Linked DNA regions of Mus musculus: region 1 is linked to region 2. A link is a contact called in public Hi-C data. All regions are on one chromosome and are shown on one strand. Each heading gives the region's core, a stretch centred on a gene start, on an enhancer-like site or on the middle of the called end of the contact. The rest is flanking DNA. Distances are from core to core; before and after follow the strand shown. Region 1 overlaps Gab2 (growth factor receptor bound protein 2-associated protein 2). Region 2 overlaps Nars2 (asparaginyl-tRNA synthetase 2 (mitochondrial)(putative)).

Region 1 (6,788 bases), core at 3,950-6,449, 280 kb before region 2:
GCAAACACATTAAAATCATACGTACTACACAGGCCCTCCATCACTTGTGGAGTGTTCCATAACACAGCTACACATGAGGCAGGGAGGAGAGTTGAGAAGCATATGCTATATAAATCACAAAGGACTGATAAACAAAATTAAAAACACAATTATTATCTTCTGATAACCAACAAAGAAGTCTTTCCTCCCCTCTACACTTAACCAGCTTTCCAGTCACTCCTTACCACACTACCTGGTCTCATTCACTAAAGTACTTACTGCTATCATTTACTCCTTTTTGTTTTTCCTTTGTCTCTTTCTACTTGACTATAGCTCTTTTAGAGGTTTAAAACCTACATGTCCTGTTAATCTCTGATGTCTCATTGTGGCTATAAAAACAGGTCTCTGAGCTGCCATGTGGCTCATGCCTTTAATCCCAGAAGACACAGTTGGAGTTGGAGTTGGAGTTGGAGACTAGCCTGGTGTATATAGTGAGTCCCAGACTAGCCAGGGCTATACAATGACACCCTGATCTTAAAAAACAAAACAAAACAGAAAAGGAAAACAAACAACCCTCTCAAGCCCAACAAAAACAATCACACCTCTGAGATCTAATATGAGCAGCATAGCTGATTGACAATCCGGACAGTCAGCCTTCTGCATCCCTTCCTCCCTGCGTTCACATGGAGGCTGAACTTGTGAACTGTTTTCATCAGTGTCAGAAGTACCAGCACAGGCTTATTTATATGAAATACCAAATTTCATTAACAGATGCCTTTGGCTGAAGAACTTGCACTGACTGGCTAAATTTATCGTATCCCTGTGTTGCAGGCTGGTCCTTTTTTCTTCCCTTCTCTCCTTTACAGGTATCAGGCTAGCATCCTACTCTTGGGTGTTACCTGCTTCTCTCATCTCTTCCTGAAGCCCTCACATTAATTTATCCAATAATCTTTCAGGGTATCTAAACTTTTGTAAACACTGGGTGGACATAATAGTGCAAAGGATTACGTCTTGATGAACAAATGATTGCTTCTTATCTACCCTTGACCAAGTTTTCCAGACAGACATTCAACTGTGTTGATAATAAAATGTATTCTAGTAGGAGTGAAGAGATCTGTCCTGAGTGTAAAGAAACGGAAGGTACCATTTAGGTCAAAGGCGAAAGCTGGATCGGGGTGAAATCATAGGCAACAAGTAGTCTCTGGGATGTCTTGAAGTAACGGAGAGCAGCCCCCACTAAGGAGTGGAGATAGTAATAACTCATCCAGGTCTCTGCCTGTCTGCTGAAGCCTCCAAACAGGCACTGTGACACATGAGTCAAGGACCTGTATCTACAATTTAGTATGGCTTAATAGTTAAAAATACAGGTTCTAGGGCCAAATAGTTTAGGTGTGAATTTCAGCTCCTTTGTTTTCTAGTTATGTGATCTAGAGAAAATTGTTTAACATCTCTGTGCCACTGTTTCCTTACTTATAAAATGGGAGATTATTAAAACAGTAATAAAAACACCTAATTCCAATATTGAAAGAATTAATAATTAGGAAGATGTTTAGAACACTGTATTTTATAGTAAGCTCTAGAAACTGGTTGCTTGGCTTGTACAACCACTCTGGAAATCAGTCTGGCGGTTCCTCAGAAAATTGGACATAGTACTACCGGAGGATCCAGCAATACCTCTCCTGGGCATATATCCAGAAGATGCCCCAACTGGTAAGAAGGACACATGCTCCACTATGTTCATAGCAGCCTTATTTATAATAGCCAGAAGCTGGAAAGAACCCAGATGCCCCTCAGCAGAGGAATGGATACAGAAAATGTGGTACATCTACACAATGGAGTACTACTCAGCTATTAAAAAGAATGAATTTATGAAATTCCTAGGTAAATGGATGGACCTGGAGGGCATCATCCTGAGTGAGGTAACACATTCACAAAGGAACTCACACAATATGTACTCACTGATAAGTGGATATTAGCCCCAAACCTAGGATACCCAAGATATAAGATACAATTTGCTAAACACATGAAACTCAAGAAGAATGAAGACTGAAGTGTGGACACTATGCCCCTCCTTAGAATTGGGAACAAAACACCCATGGAAGGAGTTACAAAGACAAAGTTTGGAGCTGAGATGAAAGGATGGACCATGTAGAGACTGCCATATCCAGGGATCCACCCCATAATCAGCATCCAAACGCTGACACCATTGCATATACTAGCAAGATTTTATCGAAAGGACCCAGATGTAGCTGTCTCTTGTGAGACTATGCCGGGGCCTAGCAAACACAGAAGTGGATGCTCACAGTCAGCTAATGGATGGATCACAGGGCTCCCAATGGAGGAGCTAGAGAAAGTACCCAAGGAGCTAAAGGGATCTGCAACCCTATAGGTGGAACAACATTATGAACTAACCAGTACCCCAGAGCTCTTGACTCTAGCTGCATATGTATCAAAAGATGGCCTAGTCGGCCATCACTGGAAAGAGAGGCCCATTGGACACGCAAACTTTATATGCCCCAGTACAGGGGAACGCCAGGGCCAAAAAGGGGGAGTGGGTGGGTAGGGGAGTGGGGGTGGGTGGGTATGGGGGACTTTTGGTATAGCATTGGAAATGTAAATGAGCTAAATACCTAATAAAAAATGGAAATAAATAAATAAAATAAAATAATAAATGAAAAAAAAAAAAAAGAAACTGGTTGCTTCACTATTAGTAGTAATTCATTTAAAGAGATGCTTGCTTAGCATGGGGAAGGCCCTGGGTTTGATCCCAAGGACCGCTAAAACTTAACAATTGACACCTTGATTTTCGAACATTCTATAATAACTCAAAAGTATAATGCACTTCAAACCAAGAATGTCAGTAGTCTTTATTTGATAAACAAACTAAATATATGCAACAAAAATTACTTCAAGTTTGAACAAAAGAGAGATAAGAATTATTTAGGCAATTACATATTTTAAAAGTACCAGGGTTTTCAAAGGGCTGTTGTGAGCCTTGAGCCAGGCAGTTGGTGGGCACCTCTAGTCCTAGCTCCTTGGAATATGTTGAGGTGTTAGGATTGCTAAAACCCAGAAGTTTGGAGACCAGCCTGAGCAACACAGTGAGACTCTAGTTCAAAAACAAATAGGCAAAACAACTACAAAAACAACAAAGAAACTAGAATAAAATAAAATGAACTATAGTAGCAACAAAACCCCATGAAGGCTGTCTGAAGATCATAGAGAAGGCAGCAGAAATTTATTAGCCATACATACAACAGATATTTAAAACATGCAAATGGTAGCTTACAACCATCTGATCTGATGCCCTCTTCTGGTTGTCTGAGGACAGCAACAGTGTACTCACATACATAATATAAATAATTTTAAAAATACTGTCTATACTCTAGTTTTAAGGAGGTTCTTAGTCTTCATAATAATATTGTAAAGATTTTAAAATTTTACTGATGAAGATCAAAATTGAGGCAGAGAAACAAGCCAACTTAACTGATATGTTAAGATTAGACTTAGCTGGGCGTGGTGACCTTTAATCCTAGCACTTGGGAGGCAGAGGCAGGCGGATTTCTGAGTTCGAGGCCAGCCTGGTCTACAGAGTGAGTTCCAGGACAGCCAGGGCTACACGGAGAAACCCTGTCTCATAAAACCAAAAAAAAAAAAAAAAAAAATTAGACTTACCAACATAACATGATTCTACAGTACTATGCATGAAGTTGGATTTGTAAGGGCTGGGGGTGTATTCCCAGAGATAGAGTATCTGCCTAGCGTATAACAGCATCACAGCTTTGCTATTCAGAACCATAAGAAATCAATCAGCCTTCTACACTAATGAATACATGTTTGTATACATGCAGTGCCTTTTGTTTTTGGGACAGAGTTCTCCTATGTATCTCAGGCTGGCCTAAAACTGGGATCTCCCTGTGGCACCACATCTAGTTTATATATGAATATCTTAAAATGTAAGATGCTGTCACCATCAAGCATTCCTAATTGTTGACTAAGTGAGTTTTCATTCTACCTTTGCTAGCCAGCAGTACAACCTTCAACAGAACTGCTCCTCTGCCTTGACCTCTGGATGTGCTGTTATTTGAAGAGTTCAGAACTAAGTACTCTCTAAGGACCTTTCAAGATCTCCTATTCCAGAAGTCTTCTAGTCTATTCTATTTATTCCCTTTATCTTGGCTGGTTGTTCTGGATAATGAGATTTACAACCATGGAGAATTGTGGTCATTGTAGGCATTCAGAAAAGCGGGGAGGAGATGGTACACATATTAAATAAAAAAAGTTTTTTTTTTTTTTTTTTACTTTTCTCAATTAAATTTTTGTAGCAATGTTTCAATATGTAGAATTTCAGTTATTTTGGTCTAACTCCTATGAATAAAGTTAGAATTTCTTTTAAAAAGAATACATGTGAATAGTTTGTCTGTATTTTTGTATATGGACCAAATGCATGCCTAGTGCCTGTAGAGGTCCAAAGAGGGAGTCAGATCCCCTGGGACTGAATTTACAGAATTTTGACCTATTATGTGGGTACTGGGAATTGAACCCAGGTCCTCTGGATGAACAGCCAATGTTCTTGACTGCTGAACCATCTCTCCAGTCCTAAAGTTAGAATTTTTTGATGCTCCTTTCCTATTCCAACAATAGATTTCTCAAAACAACATTTGGAAATGAGTTAGAATTTTAAAACAAAATAGATTATACGACAACTTTCAAAGTTATAGTCAAACACTACAACTAAATAACTTAAGTAAACTGTAGCAGAATATCTATTTCAATTAGTGGCCAGATGGGGCTTGATATTGAAGCTAAATTCAGATATGTAATTAAAAACAATTAAATTTCACATTTGATATTAACCTAATTAAAAGAAACAGCAACTGTCAGACATAATTTGGCACAGAGTCAGACATTGTTCAATTAATAGTATGTAATCTTGCTAACAAGGAGGCAGAGCAACCACGAAGAGTCCAAGCGAAGTGTGGACTACAATCCCAGCACTTGAAAGTCAGAGGCAGACCAGCCTCAGGTATATGTCTCAAACCCAAACAAAGATAAGGGTTACAAAGGAAGTTTGGCTGAGACAACAAAAAAGCCTCCATGGTATAGGCTGACTGAGTAAACAGAACAGAAACTGAGGCATCGCTTAAAACTGTGGCTGCAGAGTCCAAGAGGAAGAGGAAACGTGTCCAGGGGAAGCAGAAGCAGAAGCAGAAGCAGAAGCAGATTTTCTTCAGAAATTCAGGTGGACAGACCACTGGAAACCCAGACACCTCCCAGTGGGCAGTGAGGCCTTGGGCAATGACTTAATGTCTGGAAAGACTCTGATCTATGAGAAGAACCAAATTAAAAACTGGACAGGTCCATTTGAGGTGAGATTGAAGACTGCAAAAAGGTTAACAGGGCAAAGAAAATGAGGCCAAAATCCCAGGGTTGATCCTAACTAGAACAGAGGAACAGGGCCAGAACTTACCAAAGGGGTGAAGGATCCCCCATAGCATAGATATCATGCTAGAGTGATATGTGCATATGCTGAATTTGATGGTGGAGTTCAGAGGTCTGGGGCATGTTTGTAGAAGCAGAAATGGAGACCAGAGGGGCTTGACACATAGCAGTACCTCCAAATCATGAATTCCAAATGCTCCTATTCTAGTCTTGTATTAAATCATAGCCTCTGGTTTTCATCTGTGTACTTTTAGAAATGGTCATTTAAAAATGAGGCTGCCCCCGGGCATGGTGGTTCATGCTTTTAATCCCAGCACTTGGGAGGCAGAGGCAGGCGGATTTCTGAGTTCGAGGCCAGCCTGCTCTACAAAGTGAGTTCCAGGACAGCCAGAGTTATACAGAGAAACCCTGTCTCAAAAAAACCAAAACCAAAACCAAAACCAAAACCAAAACCAAAAAAAACCCAAAAAAAAACAAAAATGAGACTGCCATTTTTAATGGTGTTAACTGAGAAAAGTATCATTTAGTAGGATTGTCATTTTACATATACAGAGAGGTTCTAGTGAATAAAATTAATTTCTAAAATTGGGTCACACTTAGTTTTATAAAACCAACTATATTTTCCTCATTTTTAAAATTTTGTTGTTAACTGATTAAATTTTTCTTAATTTAATACTGGCCTAGAGGTCCATGTTTTGCGGTATCTACCACAGCCAGTATTTTCACACTGTGTTCAAGCCTCTACAGAAAAGCATGGGAGAAAAACATTTAGGTCTTGTTCAACTTGTAATCTTCTTCTTCCCTTTCAGGTATTAAGATTTAAGATTGCATTTATGTTCATAGCAGCCTTAATTGTGATACCAGAAGCTGGAAACAACCTAGATGTCTCATGACAGAAGAATGGATACAGAAAATGTGGTTCATTTACACAATGGAATACTACTCAGCTATTAAGAATGAGGACATCCTGAGTTTTGCAGGCAAATGGATGGAACTAGAAAATATCCTGAGCGAGGTAACTCAGACCCAAAAGGACATGCATGGTATGCACTCACTAAGAAGTGGATAAGTACAGAATACCCGAAACTCAGTCCACAGAACTCAAAAAGGTCAACAAGTTGAAGTGTCCAAGTGAGGATACCTCAGTCCCACTTGGGAGGGAGAAGAAAGCAATCACAAGTGGGGAGGGAGGAAGGGACCTGGGAGGGAAAGTGAATGGGTAGGGGGAGTCTGAGGGAGAGGGAAACCTGATCTGGTATTGGGTGAGGTAAAAGGACTGAAGCCCTGAGGAAAAGCAGAAAGAATGGGAACAGGCAACCTTGGAAAACAGGACCCTCCAGAATGCACCAGAGACCTGGGAGGTAAGA
Region 2 (7,067 bases), core at 4,214-6,713:
GTCTCTGCAAGAGACACAGGGCATGGAGCATCAGTCCAAATCTGTACTAAAGGTTATGATTTGCAACAGTCTATGGGAAAGGTCACATGGAAGAGTGCTCTTCAGAAGGGCAGTGACTGCATCAATAGTGCAGCAACAGGCAAAGGGAAACTGGTAGATCCACTGAGGACAGGCTAAACTGTAGATCTATTAGCGTGCTGGGAAGAAACAGAGAAAGTTGGCTGAGAACAGTTCTTCTGAGGTCAGAACAAATTTGCAAGCTTTGAATGATCCCCACATAGGAGCTTGTATTTGATCGAATCATTTTATGATGCAATTTCTGGCTCATGACTTTGTTGAAAATTATAAAGCAATGAGCCTGTGGTCAGGAGAAGAGACAACCAAAGAAAACCTGCCCAAGTTAGTAAGTGCACAGTCTGTGTAATGCGGACATGACCAAGGCTGTGCTCCTGAGAGCACACAGTCTTCACAGTGCTGGGCAGAAGTAATGGGGGAGTGATGGCGGTGCACAATCTCATATCTCTAGACTATGTAAAAGAACTCCTCCAACAAAAGAACAAACAACACAATTCCAAAAAGGTCAAGGGGCTTAGATATACACATATTCAACACATGTGGGAAAAGACACTCTCCCTCCTTAGTAATTAAGACAATGGAATTAAAGCCACAATAAGAAACCACACCACACACCAGAACTATAATCAAAGGGACTGAAAATAACACACATAGGTAAAGACGCAGTGAAAATGGAGCCCCCTTAACAGTGCTAGTGGCAATATAATTGTACAACCACCCTGGAAAATACTGTGACAGGTTTTGAAATGTTGGAAAGTTATCAGATCTTAGAGAATTGAATTTCCTGGGGGCTTTTATTAGATATGAAAATGTCCATCCAGACCAAAAAAAAAATGCACTAACCTTTTCTTAGTAGTATTCATATTATCCCCAAAGTAGAAAACAACACAATTGTTCATCAGATGACGGATGGATACACATCATGTGGGTACCCGCACACTAGACTACAGACTGGATATAAACACAGAAGTACTGATACACACCACAGCATGGATGAACCTCAAACACTACAACAAATGAAATATTCCAGGAGAAGCCAATCTATGTAAAGTAATCAGTGGGAGTTACAAACAGGAGTGGGTAACGGCTGCTAGTGAGTTCTGGGTTTGCCTAACACACTAAAGCAATGGAACTCAACCAGCACATTACAAGCAATGGAACTGTATTTTAAGGGAGTAAATGTAATGCTACATGAAACATGTCTTAAAAAGTGTTTTCACATTGTTTTACAGACAGGGTCTCATCTCACGCCCCTCAGGTTGTCCTCAGAATACAGTGAGGATGACTTTAAGTCTGGTCCTTCTACGTCCAGCCGAACTGAGCTTTGTGTATGCGGAACAAGAATCTTCCCAACTGAGCTATCCTCCCAGTCACAACAAAACATTTTAAAAAATAGACATACAATAAAACTCTTGTACTCCTCATTCCTGAAGCCGTCCATCTTTATCCTCTATAATCCATCAACAGGCAGCTTTCCATGTGTTCACTGGGAGTCTAATGAAAGCCCCCAGGAAATTCAATTCTCTTTTTCTTTCCCTGGAACACCTTCTCTGCAACACAGTCAATTCACATGTTCACTTAAGACCTTTAAAATTTGTTTATTTTTCATTAATGCGTATGTGTGTAAGAAGAATATCTATACCACAAACAGGCAGACAACCCCAAAGGCCAGAAGTCGAAGCTGGAGCTACAGGCAGTTGTGAGCTACCATGTGGGGTACTAGCACTGAACTTGGGTCTTCTCCAAAATGTCTAAGGGCTCTTAACTGATGAGCCATCTCTTCAGGCCCTCAAGCTTTTTCTATCTACTTAATCATCACTGACCTAATTTTGTTTGTGATTCCCTATCACCTATAATTAGTAACAGTGGCATCTCAACTGTACCTATAGTTTCACCTCATTCTATGCCCATAGCCTCTAATTCATGCCATCTCTTTTATCATCTTGGAAATAAACCACTGCTTCCAGACTTATATTGGGATTGCATCCTGATATGTCCCTCATCAACTGTTAGTATTAAATATTGAAAAAAATACATTTAATATATCTACCCCATTGAATATTATGACTTAGCAACATACCACACTGTAGAGTTGGTGTACCAAGTATCATAGAGCTCACTGGTAGTTGTGACTTGCTGCTACTGCCCAAAATCAAGAAAAAAATATTCCTACCACATATTATTAGCCTAAAAGAAGATTAAATTTCAGAATATGGTTTCTAGGCTGAGGGTTCAGTGGTAAGAGTGTTTAGCATGTTTAGGGCTTTAGGCTTTAGCACAGCAAGACCAAAGTTTTATTTGTTACTGTTGAATGCTTATCACTTTTTGCAGCTTTAAAAATCCCAAATGGATCCATCCTAAACTGGGGTCCACCACAGATGCTCCAGAATTGTGAAGATGAAACATAGGTTTTGTTTTGTTTTGTTTTGTATTTTATGGTTTTAGAGCTTTATTGTAGAAAAGCAGGGAGAGAGAGAAAAGGTAGAAAGAGGGAGAGAGGCCGGCTATAGCCACGTGTAGAGAGGGGAAAGGGAGAGAGAGAAGGAAAGCTAGAGAAGAGAGTAAGAAAGGCGAAAGCTTAAAGAGGGAAACACAGTTTTGAATCAGCTGGGAAGTCACTGTGAGCAGCCAGGGAAGAGATTCAGACAGGGTACGATAGAAATCAAGGATGCCAGGAAGCACGATCCGGCCTTTATCATGTCCTAACTTACCAGTTTACACACCAGAGCCTCAACTACAGCATCATAGCCTGTGCAGTATTTAACACAGCATCCTGAACACAGATAGTATCAAATGTGTGCTGAAATAAAAGCCCTGAAATCGTCTTATATATGTATGTAATAGTCCCTAAATCTTTTTTTTTTTTAATTTATTTATTATATGTAAGTACACTGTCGCTGTCGCTGTCTTCATATACTCCAGAAGAGGGAGTCAGATTTTGTTACGGATGGTTGTGAGCCACCATGTGGTTGCTGGGATTTGAACTCCGGACCTTCGGAAGAGCAGTCGGGTGCTCTTACCCACTGAGCCATCTCACCAGCCCCATAGTCCCTAAATCTTAACAACTATCCAAGTCCTCAGATAGGAACTAGAGATGACAGAAAGAACAAAATTGAAACAGGGCATGTACTCACTTCTCAATGAGTACTACATGTTCTTACTTTGATTGTTCAAGGTGACTAAATGCTGCCCTCAAACTGCTGCATACTATGTATTGTTATCTTTAAATGCTTAAGGATCAATGCTGAGGGGGGGCCCCATTAAAAAAAGCAAACATTTAAATACCAAAGTTCACTCCTTTTTAAAAGTACATGCCAAGATTTGCACCCCTAAGCCTGAACAAGCAGTTAGGAGGAGATTAACAATGAATCCTGAAGGACAGGGTGAGGGAAAGTGGCCCTGGTAGGCTCTTCTTCCAAACAATCGGGCTTGCCGATTACATCCTAGTAGTGAACCTCTGTAGGTAAAGAGAAGGCAAGTCATACCCAGCACAGGCACTACAGATGGCCAAGGTCCGGCCTATGCGACTGGAGCAATAGCATCACTCCAGAGCACATCTCTATGGTTTTCTGAACAGCCAGAGTCTGACTCCACCATGTAAAATTCCCATGTGTGGTCCTGAAATAATATACACGAGCAAAGAACACTTCTCATTTGTTTAGCTCTAGAAATGTATTTTCCTCCTCTTAGTCATACTCATCCGGTTACTTGCCTTCCTGCATGATTTAGAGGTCAGAAGACATATGATGTAATCTGTAATCTATCAGATCTGCTTGAAAGATTTCTTTGGGAGCAAATCAGTTATCTCCAAATTTATCATTAAGGTTCAAGAAAGAAAAAAAAAGGTAAAAGAAAGACAGTTTTTCACTTGGCTGAGTTCCTTTAAAAATTCCCTTTTTTATTTGTAACAACTTGAATACTCATCCTTTTTAACTATTAAGTAGTTTGGATTAAGGAATTATGATGTGTATTTAAGGTGGCTAATTTTTCTTCAGCTCACATTCAGAATACTAAGAAGAGATGGAAAAGAACAACTGGAAGAACAGTTCTAGGAACACTGCTGCGTTTTATTTGTTGCTCTTTGAATGCATGCATGCAGATGCTAACACTTCCACTTCCAATGTCCAAGAAGGCTATTTCCTCTTTTTTTTTTTTTTTTTTTTTTTTTTAAGTACTAGTATTACAGGAACACCATACCTCCTTTGGCTCTCAAGTAATTTTTAGTTTCTTTTTCCAAAAAGCTGATTATCATCAAGATTTCCTCAACTTTTGTATAAAGGACAACATTTGATTCTTGTTCTTATTAATGGCTTCAATAGGTCAAGATAACTTCTTACAGTGAATACTTTGCTTGATAGCATTAAGAGAAAGCATTGTCACCAGGAGACAGAAAGTGCCAAAGCAAAAAGTAAATTTTATCAGCTGACAGAAACAAATCTTTTAGGATTAAAAAAAAAAAAGCCCATAAATAAATAAACAACGGAAGCACAAAAGTATGATTCAACAACATGGCTCTCTGTTCCACTGGTCTACAACTAAATAATGATCTGGAACAGTAAAGTTTGTAAATGAGTGGCTTTCAAAAGCTCACCTGTAAGAAAGGCTGGCTGAGCACTTTATTTTACTCCAGGGCACAGTCTTGTGCTGCCCTGAAATGCACAATTCCCCGTTTTTATCTGAGGATTGGAATTACATGAATGTAATTACAAGCATCAAGCATAGCCTGTTCTGGTAATATGTGGGTTTTGTTTGTTGTTGTTGTTGTTGTTCTTGTCTTGGTTTTGTTTGTTTGTTTGTTTGTTTTAACCTGCAGTATGGACAGGCTTACAGTGTCTGGCTAAGAACTCGGGAGAACTGAGGCTGGAGAGAGAGGTCAGTGGTTAACAGTGCTCATTGCTCTTGCAGAGAAGAGAAGGTAGGTTTAGTTGATAGCACATACATGTAAGCTCACACCTATCTGTAAGTCCAGTACAGGGTATCCGGAGCTCTTGCTTGGCTTCCACAGGAATCAGGCAGGCAGGAGGTACACATACATACATGCAGGCAACCCTCACACATGTCAGATAAAAACAAATCTTTCAAAAATAATTAAACTAAAACTCTTTGCATCTTAACTAGAACAATAAGACAAGAGGAAATAAAAAGCCAAAGGAGATACAGACAGGAAGAGGACGAAGTGTCCTTGTTTGCAGATGATAGGATTCTGTACTTCAGTTACTTCTCAGTTGTGTGATAGAAGAACGTGATCAAAGTGACTAATGGGAGGAAGGGCTTATTTTAGCTTATGACTCCAGAGGGATCGGAATCCATTACGGTAGGAAAGCATGGCAGCATGTGGCAGGCACTGCAGCAGGAGCAGGAAGTGAGAGATCACAGGTTTTACCACAAGCACAGAGAAAAGGAGCTGGAAGCTGGGTAGGGCCCTAAACTCTGGAGGCCTGCCCCTGCCTCCAGTGACTCACCTCCTCCAGCAAGACCACACCTCCCAGACTGCTCAGGGTAGCGCCGCCAACTGTATGTAAGTGTGCAAATGTCTAAGCCTATGGGGCACACTTCTCTTTTTAACCACCACAAAGGTCCTAAAGAAGACTCTTAGCACTTCCAGCTAAGTGATAAGTGCTCAGTGGAAAAGTGGCAGGCTACACAAGTAACATACAAACCTGGAAGCCTCCCTATATACCAATGACAAACTGAGAACTAAATCAAGGGAACAATCATATTCACAAATGTCTTAATATTAAAAACAAACAAAAACCCCTGGAATAAACCTTAGGAAATGAAAGACTACAATGAAAACTCACTCACTGAAGAAGAAAAAAAATACTAAAAAGACACCAGAAGGTAGAAAGGCATCCCACATTCATTGATTGGAAGAAGTAATATTGCAAAAATGGCCGGTCATTCTATCAAAACCAATCTATAGAGGCAATGAAATCTCATAAAAATCCCAATGCCATTCTTTACTGAAATAGATAAAACACCTTTGAGATTCATATTAAAGCACAAAAGATGCCAGATGGCCAAGTAACCCTGAGCAGAGAGAACACTGGGGACAGAGACGATGGCTCAGTTACTGACGTGCCTGGTGTGCAGGTATGAGGACGTGAGTATCTAGCACCTACATAAAGCTAGGGACAGCAGGGCATGTAGGTAACTTCAGCCCTGGAAGGGGGTGATAGGCAGGTGGATTCTGGATTCCTGAAACTCACTGGCCAGCCTGAAGCCTAGTCAATTGATGAGCTGCAGGGTTAGTGAGAGACTCTGTCTGAAAAAGATTAGATAGAAAGAAATGGAGGAAGATATCTCATGTTGACCTCTGGCCTCCACATGCAGACACATGAAGCTGCATGCTCATGTGAATACACCCACACAGACATGAACACACACTATACACCTCCATACATATGAATGACGTTATAGGTATCAGTCACTTGATTTCAAGCTATGCTTTAGAGCCATAGTATTAACTAATAAAATCAGCATAGAACTGGCACAAGATAGACACACAGATCAATGGAGTAAAAGAGGACTCAGATGCAAACCTGCACAACCACCACCGTTTGAGTTTTAACAATTATGACAAAATTTCACAGTGGAGAAAATGCAGCCTCTCTGACATATGCTATCAGGAACACTGGATAACCACATGCAGAAAAATGAACCCAAATCTCCATCAAATACCCTGTAGAAAAATCTTCTCTAAATGGACAGGAGACCTTAATGAGAGACCTAAAGTTTAAAACTGTTGGGCCTCAATTTGGTCCTGGTTTGGGCCTTGAGGACAACCGGAGCCTGTTTCTTTTGGGCCGTTGACACTCGCCATCCTACATGACTCCTAGGTATTTACCTGAAAGACTTCAAAGAAATTCTTGCACACTAATGTTTATTACAATGCTATTCATAATAGCTAAGTAATAAAACCACCTAAGGGTTCATCATCAAAAGTACGGTACTTATGCACAACGGGAGTCTTTTAAAGACAAGTTTTATGT

Evidence for each region. A called contact is a pair of places that touch in the nucleus more often than the background predicts.
Region 1: a contact with region 2 is called in a Hi-C map of bone marrow-derived macrophages, with 25 read pairs. The contact joins two enhancer-like sites. A contact is called at or near these places in 1 of 15 datasets of contacts at CTCF or cohesin (the NIH/3T3 cell line), 2 of 484 Hi-C or Micro-C datasets (bone marrow-derived macrophages and nephron progenitors), 1 of 115 datasets of contacts at active chromatin or transcription factors (large pre-B cells) and 1 of 9 other capture datasets (embryonic stem cells).

What each region holds. Positions count from the first base shown.
Region 1 is chr7:97,250,207-97,256,994 of GRCm38.p6, reverse strand. All of the region lies in intron 2 of Gab2 (growth factor receptor bound protein 2-associated protein 2), which reads right to left. Among named protein-coding and RNA genes, the nearest start is that of Usp35, 79 kb to the left of the region's middle. Within about 2 kb of position 5,199, at least 37 of the 459 cell types and tissues checked have an H3K27ac peak or open chromatin away from gene starts, as enhancers often do. A contact at or near this core is called in bone marrow-derived macrophages, where this site is marked.
Region 2 is chr7:96,974,562-96,981,628 of GRCm38.p6, reverse strand. All of the region lies in intron 5 of Nars2 (asparaginyl-tRNA synthetase 2 (mitochondrial)(putative)), which reads right to left. Among named protein-coding and RNA genes, the nearest start is that of Nars2, 27 kb to the right of the region's middle. Within about 2 kb of position 5,463, at least 30 of the 459 cell types and tissues checked have an H3K27ac peak or open chromatin away from gene starts, as enhancers often do. A contact at or near this core is called in bone marrow-derived macrophages, where this site is marked.